Regions from separate parts of the Zea mays genome. Here region 2 is linked to region 1. Evidence: chromatin contacts called from public Hi-C data. All regions are on one chromosome and are shown on one strand. Each heading gives the region's core, a stretch centred on a gene start, on an enhancer-like site or on the middle of the called end of the contact. The rest is flanking DNA. Distances are from core to core; before and after follow the strand shown. Region 1 holds the start of LOC100282180. Region 2 holds the start of LOC111591134 (AT-hook motif nuclear-localized protein 17).

What was found. Hi-C and Micro-C count contacts between places; a contact is called where the count stands out from the background.
Region 2: a contact with region 1 is called in a Hi-C map of ear, with 1.5 times the contacts expected there. The contact joins the promoter of LOC111591134 here to the promoter of LOC100282180 in region 1. A contact is called at or near these places in 3 of 25 Hi-C or Micro-C datasets (ear, endosperm and tassel).

What each region holds. Positions count from the first base shown.
Region 1 is chr3:149,881,907-149,887,213 of Zm-B73-REFERENCE-NAM-5.0, reverse strand. LOC100282180 reads left to right here and starts at 2,085. Exons shown (of 4, transcript NM_001155092.2): 1 at 2,085-2,323; 2 at 2,433-2,563; 3 at 3,353-3,457; 4 at 3,545-4,594. The coding sequence starts at 2,240. The coding sequence ends at 4,076.
Region 2 is chr3:150,026,751-150,032,057 of Zm-B73-REFERENCE-NAM-5.0, reverse strand. It overlaps LOC111591134 (AT-hook motif nuclear-localized protein 17), which reads left to right and starts at 3,300. Exons shown (of 1, transcript XM_023301998.2): 1 at 3,300-4,825. The coding sequence starts at 3,694. The coding sequence ends at 4,431.

The DNA.
Region 1 (5,307 bases), core at 836-3,335:
GTGCAGAGAGCACCACCGCCGGTTCTCAACGCAGTGATTGGCGCCCGGATCAGCGCCAACAATACCACTCGAACACTCTTATCTTTTAATACTTCCGATTTCTTGAACGATTTAGAGAGGTAATCATCTAGGCCTGATGTTCTCCTGTTGGTGCTGGCCTGCTGGGTTGGCTAGAGCTAGTAGCTCGCGAGGGTGAGACTGACAACCTTAGGAAGTTGGGGGCATGAGCAACGGAGCAAGCTACAATCCACCCGAGGCTGAACAGTACCATGTAGATAAGGTCCGATGCATCAGACCAAGGCCACTGAAGCGGGCAGACGTCTCTAGTAAAGTGGTCTATTTTGCCACTAGATTGGGCCGGTGTGTCGGGCCATTAGAGCCCGCGTGAATAGCTCTCTGGTAAACCGGTCCAAGGCTCCACTAGACGAGTACGAGAGCTAAGGTGAAGTCTTTCTCAGCCAAAACTTCTCCAATTTGATTAGGATGGTCTTGGAAGCTTTAATATTACTTAGACAAACATATTTAGAGTATGTTCAACTTGTCTAAATCAAAGATTCATACCTTATCTCATCTTCAACTCAGACTCCCTTTTTCAACTCAAAACGGGCACCAAAAGCACTTTTGCAATATATGACATCTATAGCGTATCTAAAGTGCTTGGAAATGTTTCTAAAGGCAATTTGAACTTATTCAAACCTATGAACCGAACATAGCTCACCATTTCCAAGTTTTGCCCATTTTCTGGTCTTGTTTAAGTTGAGCATTGGATTTCAAATTGGAACACATGGAGTAGTTTAAAAAAACTATTCACAACCCTAACTCCATGATTTTCTGGAGCACCTAATGACCTGCTCCACGAACTCCACTAATTTTTTTGAGCTAGAGTTGTCCTAAACCGGGCCAAAATCTGGTCATTATAGTGATAACTATCATATAGCTCGTGCTAATGCTACGATCCCACGAAGGGAAGGGGTCGATGGCGGCGGCGGCACGAGTTAGGGGGAGGGGTAGGCTAGGGGCAGCGGGGTCGCAGGGGAGGGAAGGAATGAGAGATGATCAAAATAATATTGTCCATTAGATTTGAGTGAGTAAGGTAGAGATGGTTATTTAGCGATCTGGAGCGTTGGCTTTCATGTTGTGTTAAGACTAGGTGTAATTTGTTTGATAGATTTAGTATATATTATAGGCATGTGAGTGATTTGGTTGGATGAACTTTATAAAGTTTAAAGCAATGGATTACTTAGATAGAGACAGGGATACGTGATTGTTCGGTAGAGGTTCACTCATCAATTTTCCAATGAAATATTTCTTGTGGGCTAGGACATCTAAGGGCTAGTTTAGAAACTGTATTTTCCCAAGGTTTTTTATTTTTCTAAAAAAATTAGTTCATTTTTTCTTGGGAAATTAGAAATCCTATAGAAAAATAGGATTGCCAAACTAGCCCTACACTGCCTCTTTTTCCCGGTATAGCATGGACATGTACTTAAAGGCCTTGTTCGTTTACGTCGGATTACATCCAGAATCATTCCAGCTAATTAAAATTTATATAAATTAGAGAAGCAATCCGGCTAGGAATCGTTTCGACCCACCAATTCGGTACAAAATTCGGTACAAAGGAACAATGCGGAAGAGAAGTCAAAACTCGCGGCCACGCATCACCTGCTGGTACCAAGCTTGGGAGCCAAGTATACGGGTATACCACGCATCACATGCTCAGTCTTCGTCGTGAATGTCAGCGCGTACATCATCGCATCACACGGACACGACTGCTGCAACGCATAGTCCGTTGGGCCTGTGGCCTCGCCGCCCCGGCCCGAGTCATTTGGTACGCAACTGTACCTGTCTGTACGAGACACACAGACTGCTACATCGCTGCTGTTTGTTTGACCAGGTTACAAAGATTAAAACACGGTCGATCATGTTAGTTTTTTTATATAAAATTTACTCTTTTACTACTACTACTACTTTTAAAACAGTTTTTAACAAAACTTAAAAACTAAACAAAATCTCGGTGGGCGGCATCTCACGCGTGTCGGAGGGCGGAGCCGGAGCGAATAAACGGGCGGCATCTTACGTGAAGATCCGTCCGGTCGGCCTCTCTCTCTCACACACACACTTTTTTCTCCGGACGCGCTCGTTCGTTCGCGAAGGCGCCCCTTCCTGCCCTCACATCCGCTCCTCCCTCCCCGACACCGACCGACCCCTCGTCCGCTCGCCTCCCTCCCCGATCCCCACCGCCATGGCCGCCGCCGCCGCCGCCGCGTCCTCCTCTTCCTCCTCCGAGGTTCCGATCGCCGCCCGCACCTGCGTCTCCGTCGGCGAGGTGGGTGGCTCCTCCCCTGCCTGCCGGTCCTGGTTGGATCCGCCCGATCTGCTCGCGCGGTGCGGCGCTCGATCTCATATCGTCCGTTTTTCCTTTCCTCCTGTGCCAGGTGGCGGTGGGCGCGGTGGCTACAGGCAGCGGCGACCGGGTGGCGGCGGATTGCGGGGTGTGCGCCATCTGCCTCGACAGGATAGCGCTCCAGGAGACGGCCCTCGTCAAGGGTTGCGACCACGCCTACTGGTTCGCTGATATCCCTTACCCCTTTCTCCAGATGATTACAGCATAACGTACTTTGATGCGCGGTGGAATTACGATTCTTTGTCTAGGTTGTTTGTTATTCCCCACCTCTAATAGCAATCTAATCCCTAGATTTGGGAGACTACATGGCACCTTTCACCCCCCCCCCCCCCCCCCCCCCCCCCCCCCAAAAAAAAGTGCTTTGCTGTAGTCTTACACATCTAATTCTTAGAACATCCTGCACATGTGCTAGGATAGCCTGACGCCCTGACCTTATGATTCGCAGGCTGATTTTCTTTTGATTGCCTTTACACATGGAGTAGTTTGATTCAATCATTTTAGACCTAAGGAATAGAGGGCACCAGCATCAGCGAGCTTATTCTGGAGCACTCTCATGTGTTTTCCTTGTACTAGTAATTAATTCGAACTTATCCTTTCGCACAGTTGCCATGTGCATCTCGCCCTTTGCCCAACCAACCACATTGCACACCCAATGGTTGTTGACTTGTTACACCAACCCTTTTGGTTTTCAGCTCTAAATTGAATTATAGGGTTTGACTGTCGCATCCGTGTGAGGTAGCAAGCAGCATACACCTTGATGTATCCATGACAGCTGATGCTTTGTTTGCTGCAGCTTATACAGTATTTTGTCTCTATAAATTGCAGCTGCAGCAGTCCGAACAACTGCAGCAGTGTTTTTCTGTTTTTAGGTTTACCTCTTTTATATCTGGTAACGATTCTTTTACTAAAAGCTGGTGTTCACTATATTTGAAATCCATTTCTTGGATGCAGTGTGACCTGTATTTTGAGGTGGGCATCCTACAAGGAGAACCCTCTCTGCCCACAGTGCAAGCATCCATTCGAATTCCTCAGCGTGCACCGCTCTCTCGACGGCTGGTAACCCCTTGTTCATCTGAAATGGTGGGAGGGTGGCTGAAAATTTTCAGGTAGAATGTGAGCTTGATGCTTGTTTCTTTTCTTCAGCCTACATGACTACCTGTTTGAGGAGAGTGTTTGCCTCCTTCTGAGGGCAGCTTGGTTTGAACCTCTGATCGTAGAGGCTCACGAGGAGGCTCTGGAAGAAGAAGAGTTTCTCCACCAGCAGTACCAATACGATGATGACGAAGATGATCTTGACGAGGAATCTTATTACATGAACAGGTCCCCAAGCATCCGTATTGGTAACAGGAGATGGGGTGACAATGGGTACATCAGGGGAGGCAGGAAAGAGGCGAGGCCAGTGAATACTGATGTGGCTGCTGGTCCATCCAGGACTCCGAAGAAGAAAGAGAAAGCCGCATCCTCTTCGGCGTCGGTGTCAGTGTCTGGTTCGGGGTCAGGATCGGGGTCTGTATCCAAGGATGTCGCTGGAAGGCGGGCGAAGAGGGCGCAGAAGCGAGAAGCTGCAGACAAGGCAGCTGCAGAGAAGCACCTGAAGCACCTGCAGAGGTTGGGGCTGAGAAAATCGCCAGAGCCTGTAGTGCCCGAGGAGGTTGGGCCACAGGTGAATGAGTGACTTAAGCCGCCGCCTAGTGCTATATGGTGCTGCTAAAAACACTGCAGCCCTTTGGGCCACAAAATAATCTTCCACTGTGAAGAGCTTGAGCGTGGCCTTGTATCATGGCAGCTTTTCGCCTCGTTGTACATAGTCTAGTTTCTCATCACTGTTTTAGATTCAGCACAGAAATGCAGCTGCTGTCTGCACGACTGTTGCAGCTATGAAGCTGTATGTACCTCACTGTTGGTGCACTATTTTAGTTATTGCTAATCACAGGGGATGCAATCGGCATCTGTGTTGATTACTATGGGGACAAATGAGGCGTGGAACCAATTCTACAACGCAAACTTGTAACCATATGGAATCACTCGCCGTTGACATGATACTAATCCTGTTAACTAGTCTGGTCCTTGCTTGCTGTGCCTTGTCCGTCATCATCGAATTTTGTCCCACAATCGAAGAATCTGTGTTGTTGCCCAACTATTCTGCACGGGTTTTGTGTTGCGTGTCAATTTGTGTTGACAAAATAGTTTCAGATGGTAACAAGATGTTCTTGTTTTATAAGGCTGTCTTATAAGGGGTATTTGTTTAGAATTATAATCTGTCCAGATTATATAATCCAACAACTTTTGAACTACTAACTCTTAGTTAGTTCAAAAGTTGTTGAATTATATAATCTGGGCAAATTATAATCTCAAACAAACACCCCTTTTCAGCCTGTTTTACAACTGTTCTAAATGAAGCTAGGGTTGGAGGGTGACTTGATGTCGCACCCGGAATTAAGAGCCAAAACGGGACACAAATCAAATGTGTGCTAGGATCAAGTTTTACACATATGATGACTCCTGGTATAGAAACGAATGTCACATCTTTAATATATAATGAAGTTCTGTACAAAATAGTTAAATAATTATATTATAAGAAGACAATGATCCATGTGACCAGATTAGGATAGCTTGTGTGATTCAAATGTTTGTGAAGTCTTATTAGTAGCAATTGTTTTGCTTCTAAACTATACTGCTTTGCTCCGTTTTTTATTTAAATTTTAAACTATAAAACAATTGTTTTGCTCTATGTTTTCGAAAACTATACTGTATTACTCTGTTGTGCACGTGATAAATATGTAGATTGCAGTTGAGTGCACAATGTATGTGAAGCAAAACGATATCACCCAACATACTATATTTCTGCTACTGGACTCACATGTTATACACACAAAAATTATCCCCTAAATGTCCACACAAAAGAT
Region 2 (5,307 bases), core at 2,051-4,550, 140 kb before region 1:
GACGTGGATAGGCTCTCTGGCCACGTTTCCTTGCTGCTTTAATAATAAGGAATTCCAGTTTGAAATATAACTTTTTTTCTACATGCATTGCCACGTATGTAGACATACTATGCATTTAAATGCATAGTAAAAACTATATCTCTAAAAAAACGAAAAAAACATCTTATATTTTGAATTTGCAAAAGCATTTTTATGATATGATGATGAAAAATTACTTCAATGTGTTTTGGACCTTTATTCAGCCTATAATTATAAGAAGCACTTATTATTTTTCCTCGTCAATACTCGCATGTTGGTTGGTTAGATTAAAGCCACTATTATCATTAGAATTGAACCCAAAATTTGTGTGTCACCTCCTCCTTTGTTCTCCCATACCATGATAACCATCTCCATCATGACTCACTCATATACAACTACGCTTGAGTGTTTTTGCCACCGTCGCTAATAAAAACACTAGTATTAAGAGAGGTGGGAATGAATTTGCCATCAAACCCATTGAGACTCTCTCTCTCTCTCATATACCCTTAGGGTAAGGAATAATGGTTGGAAACTTAGTTTTTGGTGATCCTTCAGCAAACAAACCGTCATGCATCACAACACTCGGCAAACAACCGGACACAAGGGGGGAAAGACAATCACCACAACTGTTATGTGTGGAAGAAAATTCCCTACCGCCGGCTGCATGCAAACAACTCTGCAGCTTGCTTTAGATTGTTGACGCGTGTCTATACACCAATCTCAAAGAAACAGAGCCCACAACCACCTTCGTCTCGGCTCAACTAACCATTCAGCGGCTCGGCTAACAGACTCCAAAATAGAACCTTACCTGCAGACACCTACGATTAGCTTCCTGCAGGCCGGCTAACAAACCCCTCCTTTTTTCTCATCTACAATTGCTGATTTAGTCGATGTGCCGCTGCCGATCATTGCCTCTCCTGCGTCGCAGCGATTCGCCTCTTCCCAGTCCGAGACAAAAGGTAATCTAGCCGTCGCTGAAATATATCAGTTTGCACATATATTTTTTAGGCAATCATCCAGCACCATAAATCCCATCGTCTAGGAACTAACGACCACCATGTCAAGAAGAGGGAAGAAGTACATGGCAGGACAAGAGGACACGACAAGACATCCCGTGCTCCCTTCTGCACATGAAAACACACGCATGAACAAACTAATTTGTGTTGTGATAATGTGAAAATACATTGAAAACACGCATGAACAAACTAGTTAGTGAAAATGGTCATGGCGATGAAAACACAATTCCTGAATCAATGCCATATCAGGTAACATGATTATGCATAATTTTTTTAAAAAACAAACTAATTTGTGTTGTGATAATGTGACATTGTTTACAACACATTTTACAATAGGTTGTTAGTAAGTATGGCCCAACTGTGATAGTTACTGAAGTTGGAATGTCTTTTGAGTCGGCAATGAGCTCTCCGGCAAGGCGCTGCTCCCGTGCGGCCCACTGTCTCCTGCTGGTCAAGCTTCCCAGTTGTGGCCTTCGTCGTTAACAAGCTCTACGGCAAGGCACTGTTGCCGTGTAGGCCACGCTGCTGGTTAGGCTTATCAGCTACATAGAAATTCACATTTCAGATGAGCCAAGCCGGAGGAATCTGAATGGTTGGGTTGAGCCGAGACGAAAAGGTGGTTGTGGACTCTGACTCTGTTTCTTTGAGATTGGTGCACGGACACATGTCGACAATCTAAAGCAAGCTGTAGAGTTGTTTGCGTGCAGCCAGCGGCAGTGATTTTTCTTCCTTATGGGTCCATTGCACCTTTCATTCCTTGCTGGTTAGCCCAAAATATGAATATAACCTAGCTACATTCAGATAGACCAAAATAAAGGCCAATAGATTAGGTAGACAAAGAACAAAATGTTCGTTGACAATAGGATAAAATCTAGATATATGACCTTTATATAGGAAAAAAATAGGTTACAGTATGATGGTGGCAATGGATTTGTGTGAGAGTGGAGAGAGTTGGAGATACTAGGTAGATAAATTGGAGACATTAATATGTTCACTCAACGTGCATGGATTCACAACATGTGTCCACATACACATGCATCCAACGCATAAAAGTAATGTGGTTTTATTGGTGACCATTTCTTCGAAATGCAACAACATAACAATTATGTGTTAGATGCATGCGCATGGACATTCCTTAGATAGAAGGTGGTTGACCAGGTGAAACTAACTTTTTTTAGTTTGTAGCATTTTGTAGTTCATTTTTGCAGAGAATTACTTTAGGAAATCAGCACATAACTATCTCTCTATATATAGGGTGCAGATACACACCTGCTGCTAGATGAAAGCTGCTCTCCCTTTTGAGTGGTCGTGGTCGAGTTCCTTTTTTTTTTTGAAATGGAAACGCATTCCATAGCTATTAAGCAGCTCCAGGCACATCGCCGGAGACAAGATTACAAATGAAGTCCGGTGCATGATCTAGCCATAAACTAGAGTCAACGTCACCTGAATTTGCTCCATGAGCAGCTAAACAGTCAGCAACTAAATTACAGGTTCTTTGACATTTAGATACAATACAGCAAGCAAACTCAGAAATCATTCTACTCCTTATTTCCTTGAATACTACGCCCAAAGCAGAGAGGTCATATTCTTGTGAGGTCAACGCCGTCTTCAGGATCGCAGCATCGGTTTCAATCATCACATTTTGCATTCCAAGGAAAGCAGCCAGCTCCAAACCTTTCATACAGGCGACGCTCTCAGCATGAAGGGCAGTCGAGTTCTGATCAGATAGATAGATAGATACTCTGGTGTGGAGTGGTCGTACACTGTACAGGCTTGGCTGCTTCAGTGCGCCTGCGGCCACGGAGCACGCGCGACACTAGCCTACCTAGAGAAGCAGCAGGGACGGAGAAAACTGCAGCTGCAGCAGGCCACGAGGAGCACTACGGCCTCAACGTTTCCAGCCTTTTGACCCTTGCGAGAGAGGCGGCTGCGCGTCGAGGCGAAGTGGACTGCGCGCGGCCTGCAGCCATCAGGACCAGGAGCACGCACAGAGAGAGAGAGAGTGACAGCATACAGCGGGCCGCAGAAACATGCCATGCCGCGACCGCGACGGCAGCCAGGTAGAAGATGCCAATCTTGAGGCTTCTGCTTTCCCATCATGCATCATCGATTTCAATCCCTGCTTCCCGTCATGCATCATCGACTCAATCCGAATTCCAGGGGATCCATTTTGAATAGTAAGGAGGGGATGCGTGGTCAAAATCTTCGTGAACGCTAAATCTTGAAGATCATCTGTTCCAAGTTCGGAGAAGCGACCCATTTCGGCGACGCCATGGACGGGGATGATTGTCGCAGGCAGGCTGTTGCCGCGGTCAGCCGTCCCCGACGCTGCCTTTGACTACACCGTTGCTTGCTCCAGGCTGCATGCCGACGCCTCCCCTCTCAGATTTTGATTCGACGGAACGAGACACATGGCGAAAAGCGGCAGAGCAGCCACGGGATTGGACGTCGTCCCAGCAGGCTTCGAGAGCCGTGAGCACGGGCAAACCAACGGTGGAGATCATTCTCTCACTGCGACTGCGAGTCCTCTGCTCTCTCTCTCTCTCTCCCTCCCTTGGATCTCTCTACAAATACCACTCCACCTCGCTTTCGCAATACACAAACACAACACAAGTGTGTTTCGTTTCCGTCCAGCAGGAAGCTAGCCTCGGCGTCCGACATGGCCGGCGAGAAGACGGCGTCGTCCGGCGCCACCGATCTGGTGGATCCCGCGACGGCGACGGCTACGGCGCAGAAGAAGCCGCGGGGGCGGCCGCTGGGGTCCAAGAACAAGCCGAAGCCGCCGGTGGTGGTGACGCGGGAGAGCGAGGCGGCGATGCGGCCCGTGGTGCTGGAGCTGGCGGCGGGGTGCGACGTGGTGGGCGCGGTGGCGGCGTTCGCGCGCCGCCGCCGCGTGGGCGTGTCCGTGCTCTGCGGGCGCGGCGCCGTCGCCGCCGTCACGCTGCGCCTGGCCGCGTCCTCCGCCGCGGTCACGCTGCACGGGCGGTTCGAGGTGCTGGCGCTGTCCGGGACCGTGGTGCCGTCGTCGTCGTCGGCGTCGGCGTCCGCGCCGGCGTTCTCGGTGTCGCTGGCCGGGGAGGGCGGGCAGGTGATCGGCGGGACCCTGGCGGGGGAGATGACTGCCGCGGATGGGGTGGTCGTGGTGGCCGCCGTGTTCGGGAGCGCCCAGGTGCACCGGCTGCCCGCCGCTGGCGCGGAGGACGAGGACAGCGGCGGTGGAAGGGAGGAGGGAATGCGCGCGCAGGTGGCCGTGGGACTGGGTGGCACTGGCACCGGCGGCGGCCTCGTGGTCGTGGGGCGGCAGCACGCGCAGCAGCTGCCAGAGGTGGGTCTGTGGGGCCAGCAGCCGACGCCCGCTCACGTTCGCGGACCGGTCCACGCTCTGCCCCGTTTCTAGAGGCAGTTGGCAGCTGCATGGCGTCCTTGTGCTTGGCGCGTGACGCTCTTTTGCCCGGACACGGAGACGGCTCCCTCCGTTTTTGGTGGCGGTGCCTTCAGACTGTCTTCAGCGGTTCCCCCTAAATTTGTCCCCCTATTTCCCACTCACGTGCCACGTCAGCAATCTCTCTCCCCCTATATCTCCACGCTCTACAGCGGTTCCCCCTATAACAATCCTCTATACCCCACCACACCAATATTATATACTTTCCTCATCAACTAACTCAACTACCATGAAATCTTAAAATTATTTTTATTAATTATTTGCATAGTACACGGGGCATTTTCGGTCTACATGTAATTAGCGAACTTAATAATTGCTATTAATACGTTAGTTTTAATACGTTACGATTTTATGGTTTTTAGAAATACAAATTCTCATTCTTCCAGTACACGACACCAGTGGCTTCCACGACACGACTGGCTTATACCGGAAGCCACGACCGTCTGGCTTCCTTCACACACCTAGGGCACCTATAAATAAGGTACCCTGGGGTTTAGCTCCACTCATCTACACACTCACCTCTTCTATATCATCCGCCATTCCATAAGAAGTCCGTAGTTCGTACTCGTAGTTGAGGTCGTCATGGAGTCATTGAAAAGCCTTGTGTTCTCCTCGTCATCCGACGATTCCGACGATGAGATTGAAACCTTGTTGCTTGCCCAACATGTTGAGCACCTTGTACAAGGAGACACGAGCACGCGCCGTAGGCGCTCCGCATTTCCTCGCCGAGTCATCCATAGGGACCACGGTGCTGGAGAAAATCTCATCAAACATCACTACTTCGGACCAAATCCTGTGTATCCAGCACATGTTTTTCGTCGAAGGTACATT